Linked DNA regions of Ovis aries: region 2 is linked to region 1. The links are chromatin contacts, called in public Hi-C maps. All regions are on one chromosome and are shown on one strand. Each heading gives the region's core, a stretch centred on a gene start, on an enhancer-like site or on the middle of the called end of the contact. The rest is flanking DNA. Distances are from core to core; before and after follow the strand shown. Region 1 has its middle 29 kb from the start of FOXJ2. Region 2 holds the start of NECAP1 (NECAP endocytosis associated 1).

The links. Hi-C and Micro-C count contacts between places; a contact is called where the count stands out from the background.
Region 2: a Hi-C map of tail adipose tissue shows a contact between it and region 1, with 4 times the contacts expected there. The contact joins the promoter of NECAP1 here to the enhancer-like site in region 1. A contact is called at or near these places in 2 of 16 Hi-C or Micro-C datasets (both in tail adipose tissue).

Annotation. Positions count from the first base shown.
Region 1 is chr3:207,118,234-207,123,208 of ARS-UI_Ramb_v3.0, reverse strand. No RefSeq gene overlaps it. Among named protein-coding and RNA genes, the nearest start is that of FOXJ2, 29 kb to the left of the region's middle. Within about 2 kb of position 3,073, at least 39 of the 54 cell types and tissues checked have an H3K27ac peak or open chromatin away from gene starts, as enhancers often do. A contact at or near this core is called in tail adipose tissue, where this site is marked.
Region 2 is chr3:207,198,886-207,203,860 of ARS-UI_Ramb_v3.0, reverse strand. NECAP1 (NECAP endocytosis associated 1) reads right to left here and starts at 2,647. Exons shown (of 8, transcript XM_004006895.5): 1 at 2,540-2,647. The coding sequence starts at 2,634.

The sequences.
Region 1 (4,975 bases), core at 1,824-4,323:
ACATGGTGCTGGCAGGCCGTGATGAGATGCTTACCTTTTTTTTCTAAATCTGATGAAACACCGCTGAAGGGTTTTGACCAGGGAGAAATAAGTCCCAAATTGGAGACCGAGATTTGATGTAAATGCTATTTAAAGCCGTGGCCCTGGAGGAGATAACCCAAGGAGTGAGTGTTTGTAGGAAAGAGTTTTAAGGAGTCAACCTTGGGAACATTCCAGCATTTAGAAATACTGAGAAAAGGCAATAAGATAAATGAGAAACCAGAACAGATTGGTGTATGAAAAGCCAAGGGAAGAAATTTATTCCAAGAAGAACAGAGTGATAAAAAAAAAAAATTTTTTTTAAAAAAAGGACCTGCCTGGTGTTCTAGTGGTTAAGACTCCACTTTCCAATGCAAGGCACAAGGGTTCAATCCCTGGTTGGGACACTAAGGTTCCACATGCCTCAGGATGCAGTCAAAAATTTTTTAAAGAGAGAGTGATGAGTGTTGTCATGTTTTTGAGCGGTCAAGTCAGGATAGAGAATTGAGCCTTGAATTTGATAAGATAGAGTCTGCTGATGACCTTGACAGGAGTAGTTCAAATAGCAGGAGGGACAAAAACATTGAACCTAATCGCAAATGGGCTTCCCTGGTGACTCAGATGGTAAAGAATCTGCCTGCAGTGCAGGAAACCTGGGTGGGGAAGATCCCCTGGAGGAGGGCATGGCAACCCACTCCAGTATTGCCTGGAGAATCCCATGGACAGAGGAACTGGTGGGCTGCAGTCCATGGAATCGTAAAGAGTTGGACACAACTAAGCAACTAACACTTTCACTTCACTCACAATAGTATTTTTAAAGTCATCACTAACATAATATTACATAAAAGTCACTTTTGATAGTGGTTTAAGGAATCGGTGGAATTTACTTTAAAGGGAGCACAGATGCAGGGCGCTTGTCTTGAAAAGGAACTTAAGGTCCAGAAAATAATTATTTCTGTCATTACTATGAAGGAATGTATGATAAGAATTTTATACGGTCAATTTATATTGAGAATTAACCAGGTGGAGTTGGGTTCAGATGATCCTAATTTTGTTGCTGCTGCTAAGTTGCTTCAGTGCAACCCCATAGATGGCAGCCCACCAGGCTCCCCCGTCCCTGGGATTCTCCAGGCAAGAACACTGGAGTGGGTTGCCATTTCCTTCTCCTAACTTTGTTAGCACCCTCCAAAGCATCACAGTCAAGAGCCAGTTGGACTTCTCTCCATCAGACCTGATCACAATGTTGACCTTGGCCATGACATGCCTATTTGATCTGGTGCTTGTTGGCCTTGACCCCAGAGTGAACACAAGTATATTGTTGTCTTCTTCATGGATCACCCAGGTCAGCAGGCCTTGATGGTGGCACAGGGTCAGGCCTCCTCCTCCTGGGAGTGCTCTTCCAGGGGTGTTGGGCTGCCTTCAGAGGCAGATGTAGATGTCTTTCAGCACCGCTTCCCTCGCTTTCAGCACCATCTTTATGAAAAAGGCAAGAATCTTTAAAATGGACACCTTGATACCCACCCTGCTTGAGAAATAGAATCTCGTATGTATTGTAAGAGTCTGCCAACATCTCACCTTCTCAGAAGCATCTACTTTTTTGAAGTCTGTCTTTATCTAAAGGAGAGTGTTGTTAAGGGATATGATGGTATTGATCTAGTAGAAAGGGAAATGAGATGATATAAGGGAAATGTGTTTAGGATGAAATTCTTGAGTAAGGTGAGAGGGAAAGGAGTCAGTTCTGTGGTGGAGGGACCAGCCTTAGCCGATGGGTGGTTGTTGTCCAGTCGCTCAGTCGTGTCCCACTCTGTGCGACTCCACAGACTGTAGCCCCCCAGGCTCCTCTGTGCATGGGATTCTCCAGGCAAGAATACTGGAGTGGGTTGCCATTTCCTTCTCCAGGGGATCTTCCTGAGCCGGGGAGCAGGAGACAGTTCATCCATTTCAACAAGAAGCAAGCTGAGAGTGTGGATACTGATTCAGGTAGATTTGATAATGAATTAGAATGGTGAGAAATTTCTTTCGTTTTTCAAAGAAATAAGAAATGAGATTATCAACTCAGTGTGAAAAAGGACAAGGAGATCTTGGAAATTTGAGGTGGGAGGAAAAGGTGTGAAATTGTTATACAATAGGGAGTGAATTTGGGAAAATAAAGCTTTGCAGAGCAGTTCCGAGAGCTCACTTGAGATTATCATCTAATTCAATGTGATACCAGTTAGCATGGTTGCAGGTTTTTCTCCAGTTATATTTATTTAGTTAGTGAATGCAAGCAAGCAGAGTAACTAGAGTTGGATTTAACCAAGGGTTGGGGTTTTACCCAGGAATATAACAGGAGGGAGAAAAGTGTTAAGGAGTTGCAAGTTTTTGCAAAGTAGTGCTTATAGTGATGAATCTAACCATTTAAGTTAGGGGATATGGAAAGTAAAAATAGAAGGGTGATGAAGTGAAAATTTAATAGAGTTAATAACTTAGAGATCCTGCTCCTATTAAGAAATGGTTAAAGGAGAATTCCCTGACCATCCAGTGGTTAAAACTGCCTTTCAAAGCAGGGGGTGCGGGTTTGATCAGGGAGCTAATAAGATCCCACATGCCTCATGGCCAAAACACGAGATCAGAAGCACTATCAATTTCAAGAAAGACTTTAAAAATGGTCCACATTAAAAAAAAAAAAAAATTGTTGGAGAGGCCATGATCAGTGTGAGATTCAAGAAACAGAGGTTTGGGAAGAAAAGCATTTATTTTTAATGACTCAGGCTAGGGTGTCACCATGAAAATGAGTGCGAGGTGGACTGGAAAATAGGATGATTGGAAATGAGCGGACAAGGAACTGAGGCCAACACAGGGCTGAACTGTTTCCAGGGATGACGCAGCCGCTAGGAATGATGACAGCAGGCGTTGTGTAACCAGGAGAATGAGTCAGGTTTTCAGATTTCCAGGGAATGAAGGGAAGTGGCCCAGGGGATCACAGACTGCAATATCCTGATGGCACACACTTCAGAGGCCCCGAGTCTTTGAAGGACTAGAGGAAGAGAAAGAGTTGGGATTAGGCAGTGTGGCTCTCCAGGCCTTCCAGTGAAACAGCTGAACCCACGCTGAGACTTGTAGAGGAGTGGGGTCCTCTTCCTTGGAAGATCAAAAAAAAGAAATGACGTTTACGCTGGACTTTGAAAGATGGAATGAATTTTGAGAGAAAAAGACGTGGAAAGATGTTTCCGAACAGAGATAAGGCCATGACCCCAGCGGAGGGAGCTAACGCTGGCGGTTCCGCCCTGGTGCCCCTGCCAAACGCCCGGGGTCGCCCCAGTCGCCTGGTAAACCGTCGGCCGCTAGGTGGCAGTGTGTGCCTTTGGGGCACCCTCCCTGCTCTTGTGGGTTTACAGGAGGTGGAAATGAGAATCCAGCCGAGATGAGCTAATGATGGGTTGGTGTATTTAGTCAGGCTCGAGTGTGTGGTCCTAGAAGTGAATTGGCAGCGCCCGCAAAAGAAAAGAATAAACTTGAGAACGCTTAGGCGAAAGATCAGGCAGAAGGTTAAAGGAACGGATGGGCTTTGATGTGATATAAGAATCAGAGAAAGGCAGAGACTTGGGCAGGGGTGTGTGCGCCCGAGCAACATGGAAGGAGAGACAGATACAGTAATCTCCGTTTTGGCTTGTTTACTCAGAAAATAATTTTGAAAAACTATACAACCTGTCCCCTGCCCCCCCCATCTACCCCTCCCCCTCACACACACTCATTTTTAAGTTGATATCTAAAATGTTTTAATTACTTTCCGGGATTAGTTTCTGCTGTCTCGATGGGTTTCAGGGCTATTGTTAGCCTTTCTGGTACCTTTGTGCAGATTGAGAAAAGGGGTGCCTGGTGGGGGTGGGGGGAAGCGGAATGGGCAGTTTTCTAGGGACCCTCCCTCTGTGCAGAGAAAACATGCCCCTCCCTCTGGTTGAGGAGCAGAGCTAGCCTGTAATTGCGGCTGTATTTCAGGCTCCCCTTGCCCCTAAATTACAACCATACATGGGTCTTCCCTGGCGGTCCAGTGGTTAAGACTTCACCTTCCAATGTAGGGGCTGTGGGTTTGATCCCTGGTTAGGGAACGAAGATCCCACATGCCTTGCGGTCAAAAAGCCAAAACATAAAATAGAAGCAATATTGTAACACATTCAGTAAAGACTTTAAAAATGGTCCACATCAAAGAGGGGAAAAAAAAACAAAAACAAAAACAAAACACCACTTTTAAGAGCTTCCCTGGTGGCTCAGTGGTAAAGAATCAGCCTGCCAATGCTGAAGTTCCCCATGTGCCACAACTAGTGAGCTTGTGCTCTACCGCCAGAGAAGTGCAGCTGCTGAAGCCGGCAAACCGTAGAGCTTGTGCACCAACTAGAGAGTGGCCTCCACTTACTGCAACTAGAGAAAAGCCCCCACAGCAATGACCCAGCAGAGACAAAAATCAGAAAGGTAAAAAATAATCCTTTAAAAATAAAGATTTTTTTAAAATAAGAAATTACAACCATATATGTGGGTTCCTGTAGAGTTTTTTAAACCTTTGATTACAAACATAACTCATTCCATATGTAGAATTATCAACTGCGTGACAAAGCCATTGTCCTTGGGCAAGCCAGTAAGCCAAATCATACTTGGTTTGTGTCAGAAAAATTCTGACTTTATTTCAAATAAAAATGTTAACTTCTGTCTTTGTACCAACCATCTTCTCAATTCAGACAGATGTTCTGGAACTTTGCTGAGGGTTTTTTTTTTTTTTTTTTAACCAGTTGATGCTTCTAAAACTCTAGCATGTTTAGGAGTCACTTGGAAGGCTTGGTGTTACTACGAGTTTTTTGGTCCCTACCTTTCAGAGAGTCTGACCCAGCAAGTCTGGAGTGGAACTGTCAGTTTTCACACCTAACAAGCCCCTAGGAGATGCTAAAGTCACCCATCCATGGATGGTCACCCTCTGAATATCACT
Region 2 (4,975 bases), core at 1,398-3,897, 81 kb before region 1:
TTTATAGGTTAAGAACCATTTTCTAATCATTTGTAAGTTTCCCATCAACCCAAATTCTCCTTCTATAAGTCTGGTCAGTGAAAGTCCAAGAAGTGACAGCTTTACAGGTGAATCAACAGTTTATACAGGTGAATCAAAGTCAATTATTCCCTCTCATCTCAAAGAAAGCATTTCTCCTGACTCCTATAAAGTCCAGTTTTTCCCTTAACAGCAACCTAGAGAATAAATCATGCTCATAATATAAAATGAGTTCTGGTAAACAAAAAAGATTACACAAAGACAGAAAAGCACTATTTTTATCAAGCACCTGTTCCAGGAGTTATTATGCCCATTCTTGTGAAAACTGACAGAATCTCACAAAGTAAATAATATTACACCCATCTTTATAGATGAGAAAACTAAAGTTCAAAGATTTAAGTGACTTGCCAGAGATAACCCAGCAAATAAATGAGACTCAAGATTCAAATTTATTCTGCTCTCTTCACTAACAGTGGTTGATATAAAAAGCCTCTTGTAGGATAAAAATGTCAGTAATAAGCATGGGAAACATAGAATGACAAGGAAAAGGGTAAAAGAGGAAAATTAAGAAATTGCTTTGATGGGTCAGTGCAGTTAACTGACATAAGGATAAAGTAAAAGTGAAGACAGAGAATGCAGATGGGTAAAAGGTGTTTTTAAAAGCGTGAAGCAAAAGAAAAAGGCTTCCCTGGTGGCTCAGTTAGTAAAGAATCTGCCTGCAATGCAGGAGACCCGAGTTCAGTCCAGGGGTAGGGAAGATCCACTGGAGAAGGGAATTGCAACCCACTCCAGTATTCTTGCCTAGAGAATTCCATGAGCCTGGCAGGTTCACAGAGCTGCAAAAAGTCGGACTGAAAAAGAACTGAAACCCACTTCAATGTGTATCATATCTTTTAGGAAGTCTTAATACCTAAAGTTAGAGATCATCAGCTATTTTACCTTATTTAACAGATTAATCAATGCTAATTTAAGTGTAACCTATTAATTCTTTTCAGTCAACATTTACAGAGTCTCCACTATGTGCAGGAAACTGTGCTAGATCCTAGAAAATGTTTAAAAGATCTAAGTTTAAGAAGACCTCAAGTTGTTCATGGTCTAGTCTGGTGAACTGGGAGAACAACCAACCAATTAGAACGTAGAAGGCAGGCAAGTGATAGAGTCAAGAACAAGCACTATGGAGGGACGCAGAGCACACCTAATCCAGAACAAAAAGGTCAAGGAAGGCTGGCCAAAGGAAAAGAGGTCTCAGCTGACTCACAGGTATTAGGCCCCGTGACTATCATCAAAAAGCATGTAGAGTCTTATTCACAGTCAGCTGGGGTCTGATTGAAAGCCTGAAATTAGGATTACCTTTTAGGTAATCACAGGATCTAGTGCACAGGTCAGCAAGCACAGAGATACTGATTCAGGATGAACAAACCTCTGATAAGGAAGTACAACATAAGACACAGGGAGAGGGTAATTTTTAAGCCGAGGTAACAAATGACAAGAGGAAAATCATGCTGGTGATGTGAGTCAGAGAGAGAAATCAAAATACTGTATTTATCGACTGCTTTACTGTTTACTGAATTCTTTTTAGGAAATTCATTTTTAATTATTTTTACATTTATTATGATTTCATTTAACTCTCCAAAAACTTCTAAAGGTACATAGCTAGAGTAGGTTTTATTATCACCCCCTCCCCCATCCTCTTTTTTTTTTTTTCTATTTTACAGATGAGAAAACTTAGGCTTGGAGAGGCTAAAAGATTTGTATCAAATCACATAGCTGTTAAATTGCCAGGGCTCACACTCATATTTTTTAACAGGTAACCCAGTGAGTTGCAAGTTAATTCTTTGGACTGCATGTCCATAACTTTAGACAGCATCCTCAAGCCCTCATAGTCATTGGGTTACAAAATGGTTAGTTAGCCCTCCAGATAAAACGCTGTGTTAACTCTGAAAGTAAAAACTATATGAGAAGTTAAGAGGGAAGGAAGGCTTGAAAATACTATAATATCACCTATACTATAGTATATGGTGGATGGTGGTATTTGGTGGCAAGACTGAACGGCACAAAAGATAAACTATCTCATCCAGAGAGGGGCCTAAGACACAATAATCACCAACAAATGCGCACCAGGTATTGGAAATAGGGGGTGCGGGGGGTGGGAAGTAGGGATGGGACGATAAGGGTGACAACTTGAAGGACGCAGGCATGAGCGAAGGAAAGGTGACTGGCCAAGCCGCAGACACGACAGGAGGAGAATAATGGGGAGCAGATGGGTAACCCAGAGGGGTCCGGGGGGAGAGCGGTGGGAGGGTAGAGGATGGTAATTTTTTTTTTAAGAGCCGGAAACAAGGATGTCGGCAGTCCAGAGTGGGGAAACAGCAGGGGGAAAGGTGACAAAAACCCAGGTGGTCAGGCTAGCAAGGTAACAATCCAGAGGCGGCAATGGCACGGACGGGCGGCCTGCTACCTGGGAAACAAAGTGTCAAGCCCGACCGGGTGAGCGCGTGCCGCAGTGACTCGAAGTTAGTACCTGTAACCGCGGTTGGAGGCCCGAGGAGGAATCCGGTAGACGCTGACGTCAGGCTTCACACACAGTACAGACTCGTACTCCAACTCGGACGCCATCTTGGCTCTACTCGCAGGGCCGCGGGGGGCGGGGCGGCAGCGCGGGGGCGGGACGTAGAGCCGGGGACTTAACTTCTAAAACAACTTCCGTTTACGCACTTCCGCTGACGCCACTTCCTCGAGAGTTCGGCAGGCGTCCTGAGATTAACCGCCGTTGGCGCTGGTTGCGGAAGCCATGTTGAAACCTGGAAACGGTGAGGTTGCGGGAATCACCATTTTGGGTAATGGCAAGGATGCCTTCCAAGTGCGTGATTCACGTTAAGGATATCTCCATCCCCGAAAGGCGAGAAGGGAAAGCGCCATCTTGCTCTCGGGAGGTGCCAGCAGTGCTCTGGGAGAACGAGGACCATCTCGAAGCCTGGCGAATTTTTTTTCTTCCAAGAGTCACTTCTTAACCGTAGTTTCCAAGAGAAAAGAGGTATCCGCGGGTCCGTAATCCCAAATTGGATACCTGTGAAAAAGTTGGCTTAAAGCTCAACATTCAGAAAACTAATATCATGGCATCTGGTCTCATCACTTCATGGGAAATAGATGGGGAAACAGTGGAAACAGTGTCAGACTTCATTTTGGGGGGGGCTCCAAAATCACTGCAGATGATGACTGTAGCCATGAAATTAAAAGTCGCTTACTCCTTGGAAGGAAAGTTATGACCAACTAGATAGCATATTCAAAAATAGAGACATTACTTTGCCAACAAAGGTCCATCTAGTCAAGGCTACGGAGAAGGCAATGGCACCCTACTCCAGTACTCGCCTGGAAAATCCTATGGACGGAGGAGCCTGGTAGGCTGCAGTCCATGGGATCACGAAGAGTCGGATAGGACTGAGCGACTGCACTTTCGTGCATTGGAGAAGCAAATGGCAACCCACTCCAGTGTTCTTGCCTGGAGAATCCCAGGGACCGGGGAGCCTGGTGGGCTGCCGTCTGTGGGGTCGCACAGAGTCGGACACGACTGAAGCGGCTTAGCAGCAGCAGCAGCAGCAGCAGCAGCAGCAGCAGCAGTCAAGGCTATGGTTTTTCCAGTAGTCATGCATGGATGTGAGGACTGTGAAAGCTGAGCACCAAAGAACTGATGCTTTTGAACTGTGGTGTTGGAGAAGACTCTTGAGAGTCCCTTGGACTGCAAGGAGATCCAACCAGTCCATTCTAAAGATCAGTCCTGGGTGTTCTTTGGAAGGAATGATGCTACAGCTAAAACTCCAATACTTTGGGCACCTCATGCAAAGAGTTGACTCACTGGAAAAGACTCTGATGCTGGGAGGGATTTGAGGCAGGAGGAGAAGGGGACGACAGAGGATGAAATGGCTGAAATGGCTGAGCCCACTCACTCGATGGGCATGAGTTTGAGTGAAGTCCACGAGTTAGTGATGCACAGGGATGCCTGGCGTGCTGCAGTTCATGGGGTCGCAAAGAGTCGGACACGACTGAGCGACTGAACTGAACTGAACTTAAAGACAGTGTATAATCCAGGCCTAGACATGGTAGATTTTAATCTTCCAGAGTCCAAACTTTAAAAATGCCAGGCCTGATCCATTGCCTTATAATAACTCCTTTTTATCTCAGAGTTTCGAGAATGGCACCTGTTGAAATAGTCTGCTACACTTTCAGCGTGTACTTTTGATTATCTTGTTTGGAAATTTTGCCCATGTTAAACCGTAAATGGGCTTCCTTGGTGGCTCAGATGGTAAAGAATCTGCCTTTAATGCAGAAGACCTGAGCCCTATCCCTGGGTCTGGAAGATCCCTTGGAGAAGGAAATGGCAACCCATTTCTGTATTCTTGCCTGGAAAATCCCATGAACAGAGTTGCCTGGCAGGATACAGTACATGGGGTCACAAAGTCAGACACAACAGAGTGACTAACACACTAAGCTATAAATGGGATCAATTCAATTCCTGACCAGTTGGGACGAGCATTATGAATTATTTAATAGCCAATGTTTGCTCTCAGTTTTATTATAGTGGTAAGTTCTACTGTAGTGTCTCCATAAACACCTGCTTTGTACACTCCAAATTTAAACTTGCCACAACAGTCACCTAATTGATTTAATTAGCACAGAGGGCAAGTGGAAAACCAATATACCAACTCAAGTCTGTCTGACTACAACAGTGGTCTAGTCACCACTTCATCATGTTGACTGGTTGAAAACCTGTCTAATTTGTCTGCTCTGCATAACAAAGTGATATCTTAAAATTCAAAAATGACTCATAATAGTTAGCCATTATAAGGATGTGGGGGATCAACTACTCAGTGTTTGCTGAAAGGTAGTGGTACAGCATTTCTGAAGGTAAATTTTGAATTAATACCCTGTATGTAACATTCAATGTAGCAAATCCACTAAT